Regions from separate parts of the Mus musculus genome. Here region 2 is linked to region 1. A link is a contact called in public promoter capture Hi-C data. All regions are on one chromosome and are shown on one strand. Each heading gives the region's core, a stretch centred on a gene start, on an enhancer-like site or on the middle of the called end of the contact. The rest is flanking DNA. Distances are from core to core; before and after follow the strand shown.

What was found. Promoter capture Hi-C pulls out the DNA fragments that hold promoters and counts their contacts.
Region 2: a contact with region 1 is called in a promoter capture Hi-C map of pre-B cells, with 4 times the contacts expected there. The contact joins the enhancer-like site here to the promoter of Glt8d2 in region 1. A contact is called at or near these places in 6 of 39 promoter capture datasets (the 3T3-L1 cell line, hippocampal neurons, liver and 2 more).

What each region holds. Positions count from the first base shown.
Region 1 is chr10:82,689,213-82,692,185 of GRCm38.p6, forward strand. It overlaps Glt8d2 (glycosyltransferase 8 domain containing 2), which reads right to left and starts at 1,438. Exons shown (of 10, transcript NM_029102.3): 1 at 1,277-1,438.
Region 2 is chr10:84,479,805-84,482,504 of GRCm38.p6, forward strand. No RefSeq gene overlaps it. Among named protein-coding and RNA genes, the nearest start is that of 4930463O16Rik, 7.1 kb to the right of the region's middle. Within about 2 kb of position 1,302, at least 64 of the 459 cell types and tissues checked have an H3K27ac peak or open chromatin away from gene starts, as enhancers often do.

The sequences.
Region 1 (2,973 bases), core at 188-2,687:
ATCCTTTGAAATATTCTGACATCAAGGAAGCAATAAGAGAACGATGTTTCTTGGGAATGAGGAATGAAAACGGTGACTTAGTGAACATGCCTTTCAGAGAGGAGGATGAAGAGCGGAGATGTGTGTGTGTGTGTGTGTGTGTGTGTGTGTGTGTGTGTGTGTGTGAGAAAGAGAGAGAGAGAGAGAGAGAGAGAGAGAGAGAGAGAGAGAGAGAGAGATGGAGGGTTTAGGTATTATTGTGGAAGGATGAAGAAAGCAGGGTCCTGGGGAAAAAACATGTTGGGAGATGAGGAACACTCAAAAACATCAGAATGTCCGGGGCAGGGACCTGTCCAGTTCAGCATGTGTCACTTCTGTGACCTTCATTGTCATTATCAGCATTGCCAGGGAAGCTGGCCCTATGTGCCACATTTACTTTGTATCTGTGTGTCACATGTTACATTGTATCACTTTATTTCCATTTTGCAGATAGGAAAATGTAGGCACATGGATGAGATATGACCAGAATCAGGCTTATGAAAGTCTTCCCAGGTGGCACACAGCCCACACTTTCATTACTGTAGGGCACAGCTCTGTTGTTGGCTGTATCAGAGGGAGAACTAGAATTCCATTATGTAATACCAAAAGGATATTTCGAAGAAGCGCAATACCAAAACATTTCGAGAAGAAAAAAAAAAAAAAAAAGGCAAAACCAACCCACCAGCGTCCTATTGGCCAGCAGGCTGCATAGGACAAACATCCTGCGTCTTTGGATGCTAAATCAAACACTGTGACTCCCATACCACAACAAAACCACAGAATTAACTGCCAGTTCTCTTATTGGGTATGGAGGCCCCTGAAGAGTTTCTCAGGACAGATTCCAAAAACATGAATCATAACTCAGTTATGTCATTTTGGCTCAGAAACAGACTCACATTAAATGCGAACACTGATCTCTGTCATGTCTAACTCCTGATCCCCAATGCAACTTAAAATCCAATGCAAACGAACAAACAAATCACCATTAGGGCAGAGATGGGAGAATAGGGCTAGCCTCTGCTCTGCAAAAATAGCAAGATGTGAAAAGCTTATACAGTGAGCGTCTTGGGTTTGCTGCAATAGAAAGGTTCTTTACGATGTTACATTACAAACTAGGGGGCTTCTGGAGGCTGAGGCTGTGAAGGGGGCAGTCTGCCTCCTCCGAGTTACTTCTCTGAGTTCACAGCAAAATAAACAAGTGGTGTAGACAGAAAGGGTGAAATGGAAAGATTATCTTGCTTGTAATTGCTGTATTTACCTGATGGATGTGAGGGTAGGCTTTGGGCAACTTGGTCCAGAACCGCTGCAGAGCTGAGCATTCAAACTGCGGCTGGCCTCGCGGGACCACTAAGCTGCCTGTTGCTTCAGCTGCTTCCCAGATCCCATTGGAAATCCCAAATGGCTTGCGAGCCCTGAGTGTGCCTCAGCCGTCCACACCCACCTCCGCTTGCGCTTGCGTTGCCTGAATGGCTCGGGTTTCTTCCACTCCTGCAGCCTCTGGGAACCCAAGCCTTGTGCAGGCAGAGGCTGCTCCTGAAACGCTTCCAGATGTGCTCGTCCTGAAGGCAGGGCAGGTTGGCTGGCTGGGGCAGACTTCCTCTCTCGGCTTTCTCTTGCAGTCTGCGTGTGAAACTCTCAGCAAAACAGGGCTGTTCTGGAGTAAAAGCTGCAAACCTAGGGAAGAACAAATGTTTGGAAAGTGAATTTATACCGTCGTGCGTCTAGTGTAAATTTCTAATTTCAGCCAGGTTCTTGCTGAGAATCTTTGAAATCTCCTGTGTGTTGAAATGTTACCATGGCAAATCATGTCTCAGACAACCATCGTCTTTTATTGAGGCTGTGATAAAGACAGAAGCTTCCAGGTGGGGTGTATTCCCTCTGGAGGGGAGAGGCATCAGTCAGGGGGCAGACTTGGTGGCAACACTGCTGTTCTGTGGTTTTGCAGTTGATCCCCAGAAATGTAGGAATGGTACCAGAGCTTTGCCCAGGATCATGGAACATATTCCACAATGGCTTCTCTCTAACTTTCATAAGGAACTCCTCGATGGCTGCCTCCATCACAAGCAGTCACTTCCTTCCAATCACATGGAACTTTGAACATTGATAAAAACAGATTCATACCTTCTGCTTCATTTTGTTCTCTCAGTGTGTTAGGTAAGCTAAATTTTGCTCCACATTTCAGATTCCAGCCAAATTTGGGTCCTCTGAAAGAGCAGCAAGTGCTCTTAACCACGGCCACAATTTTCCAAGTTTTAAATTCTTTCAGCCTTCTCTTCTGTGATATTCCTTGAGCCTCACATAGAGACGAAGAGTTGATATAGAGTCCAGATTAGCGCTTAGCACTCAATGCAGTTGTCATAGTTCGTATCGTTTGGGGAGACTCTGGCCTCCCATAACCATTGACTCATAGGGTGTTATCACATGCCTGGGATTTTCATTTGATAACCATGCCTTCTGGGAGTCACATTGCCCACTCATGAGGGTATCAGATGTGGTAGAGTGGTCCCTCAGACAGGTCCCAAGGCAGTACCACAAACAGGACTGTAGGCTGATGCCTGTTCAGTTCAGTTCACTCCCAAGATCACCTCATCTGTACCTCTCATCTACTCAAGAGGATGCCTGGCATTGAATTATTCTACTATTGGATAAGTGGATGATTGGCATGAGTTTCAAGACTGAAATAGTAACTGTTTTCATAGGACCTACTTCTCATATTAACTGAAATCTCTCTGGTCATTATTTTCGAACCCTTTCCTCTGGTCCCTAATGTATGACTCCCAGTCCCTTTCTCTCCTATTCCTGCCATGCCTTGAGGACACAAGAGGTTTCTTATCTATGACCAGCATTTCCATCTTGTATGGTGGATTCCTCCTCCTTATGATGTAAACGAGAAGAAAAAGAAACTCAGGCCATCAGTGACACCTCAATGGTGCAAGGGTACACTGGAGCTCAGTT
Region 2 (2,700 bases), core at 52-2,551, 1.8 Mb after region 1:
GAGGGGATAAAAACCAGATTATATGGCACACAGGTGGTATATCAAATATAAAAAGAAAATCACCAAATTAAATCTGAACAAAACACTACCCAATTGGCTAGACTCAAGAAGACCCAGCCCTCAGAGTAGGAACCAGGGGGAGCCTTGATTCTTTTATTTCATAATATTTTGGCAGTAAAAAGAAAAATCTTTGAAAACTATTATCCATTTTACTGTGGGTTTGTTAAATGAGTTTTATTCTCATGTTCTTTCTTGGGTCTGTCGATACTCTCACCGCCCCCACCCCTACCCCACCAAAAGAGGTGGCAGGTGCACTTTTAGGAGTCAATGACCCGTGTCATTGCCTGATACTATGTTACAAAGCAAAACTGCCTAGTTAAGACAAAGAACTGGTTGAAAGAGCAGGACATAATAAGAGCAAGGTCTGATTTGATGGTTGAAAAGGCTTGCTTGGGGGTAGTGTTTGTTTTCATATATTTTCTTTTCTCTAGATGCAGAGAGAAAGACTCAGACAGTGAATATCGGTTTGAACTCTACACTTTGTCCTGTAACCCTTGGGGACTGAGTCTGCCAACTCTGAAGCCAACGATGCAGAAATTCATTCATTCACAGATATTAAGGAACGATCTACTGTCTCCAAATCCTGAGCAAAAATGGAACTGAAAGATGAGCAATGCCTAGTTCTCAAGTAGCTTACTCAGAATTCACTCGACATAAGCTGTGGTTGTTCCCACCATGTTCCTGGGTCATGGTGATCTTGATGACTTGCTAGCTAATGCAAGCTCTGTGAAACTGTGTAAACAATAATGGCCAAATCCCTTAATGGTGTAAAGGGAAGGGTGGTAGAGAACAGAAGTGGGGAATGTAAGCCACATTTTCAACTAGCTGCCTTGTGTCAGATTAGAATCAACTGTCACAGGTCTGCATTTTCCCCTTACTTAACAGCTTATGGAAAGTGGAGACCCGTGGGTAAATCGGGATCCACTGGTCTACAGCATCTCCTCTGTGGCTATAGAGAAATGTACTGGAGCAGTGCCTGGCACCAGGATCAGTTTCTATTGGGGGAGAAGCCAGTGTGTGTGTAGCTCAGACATGGGTGCACGCAGGAAAAAGCAGCTGAGATGATTCTGGGGAAACACAGACGTGGCTCTGCAGTCAATTAGTGAGGGCGAATGAAAATGAGGTCAGTCCTCGGATGGCAAGTCCCAAGAGAGGCAGTGAGATACCACAGGAACCCCTCCACGCTCCATTCTTGGTAGCCTCAAGGACACACTTCTAAAAATAGATAAACAATACCACTCTGCTGGAGATTTCACAACTGCTGGCCCAGCACAAACTGCTTGGCTTTGGCCAAGCCAAGATGCAATGAAAACCAGCCAGGAGGCTGAGCCAGGAAGCTTAGCATGACCAAGGTCAGAAATCCCAGTAACAGCATCCCTCTGTCCACAGCCTTGACCACAGAAGCGTGGAGACCCACCACCCCAGGTCCTTGCTTGAGCTGTTCTGCAACTCAGAGAGCTCTCCTCTAACACCCGTGGCTACCCGAGACTTCATTTCAGGGACATAGGAGCCTGCATCAGTGAAATGTTGCCTCAAGGACTAGAAAATTAATGAGCAATGTCCACAATTCCAGTAGAGAGGAAAGCTTGCAAGCATGAGGTGGGGGCGGGGCCGGATAAGAAAAGGGTTCAAAGGGGAAGTAATTACAAACACACGAGAGGAGACAGATCATAGTCCCAGCTGGAAATGTGGGACAGCAAAACATGAGATCTGGCATTCCATCTGTGGGCTTAAAATCCATTTTAAAGTTGACAGTTCTATGCAAGTAAAAAATGTCTATTGTTATGATTGATATAAAGAATCCAGCTGGGCGGTGGTGGCGCACGCCTTTAATCCCAGCACTTGGGAGGCAGAGACGGGTGAATTTCTGAGTTCGAGGCCAGCCTGGTCTACAAAGTGAATTCCAGGACAGCCAGGGCTATACAGAGAAACCCTGTCTCGAAAAATCAAAAAAAAAAAATCCAAAACTTCGGGGCTGGAGAGATGGCTCAATGGTTAAGAGCACTGACTGCTCTTCCAGAGGTCCTGAGTTCAATTCCCAGCAACCACATGGTGGCTCACAACCATCTGCAGTGAGATCTGATGCCCTCTTCTGGTGTGTCTGAAGTCAGCTACAGTGTACTCATGAATAAAAATAAAATAAAAAGAATCCAAAACTTCTCTCGAGTCCTTGGTGTCCTCCTATGAGGTGAGGTAAGATCGTCCTCCTCTCCCACAACACTTTTCTTTTTAACCAGATGAAGAACATGATTTGGACGCTGCACGCTAGAGCGGCGCTTACAAGTTACCGACCCAGAGGCTCCTTGCCTGACTTGTGGCCATGGTTAACTGTATCAGCCGGATTAGCTTGAGAGTCAGCGAGTTCTCGAATGAGTTGGAATCACCTAAGAGCATCTTACTTTCTCATCAGTTTCTTCAATACAGCCCTGTCTGCCTGATTCCTAGACATGGTAATGCCCTTAGGCGATCGGGGAACCATTTTCACAGCTCTGAGGCATTAAATAACAGCCTCATTCTTTGGATAATGAAGGATACGGCCCACTTGGAGTGTGTCTGCGAGAACCTATCCAAAGCTGGGTGGCATCAAGGGCAGCAACCTAATGGAGAAGAACGTATGTCGGTGGCATCATCCCATGGGCT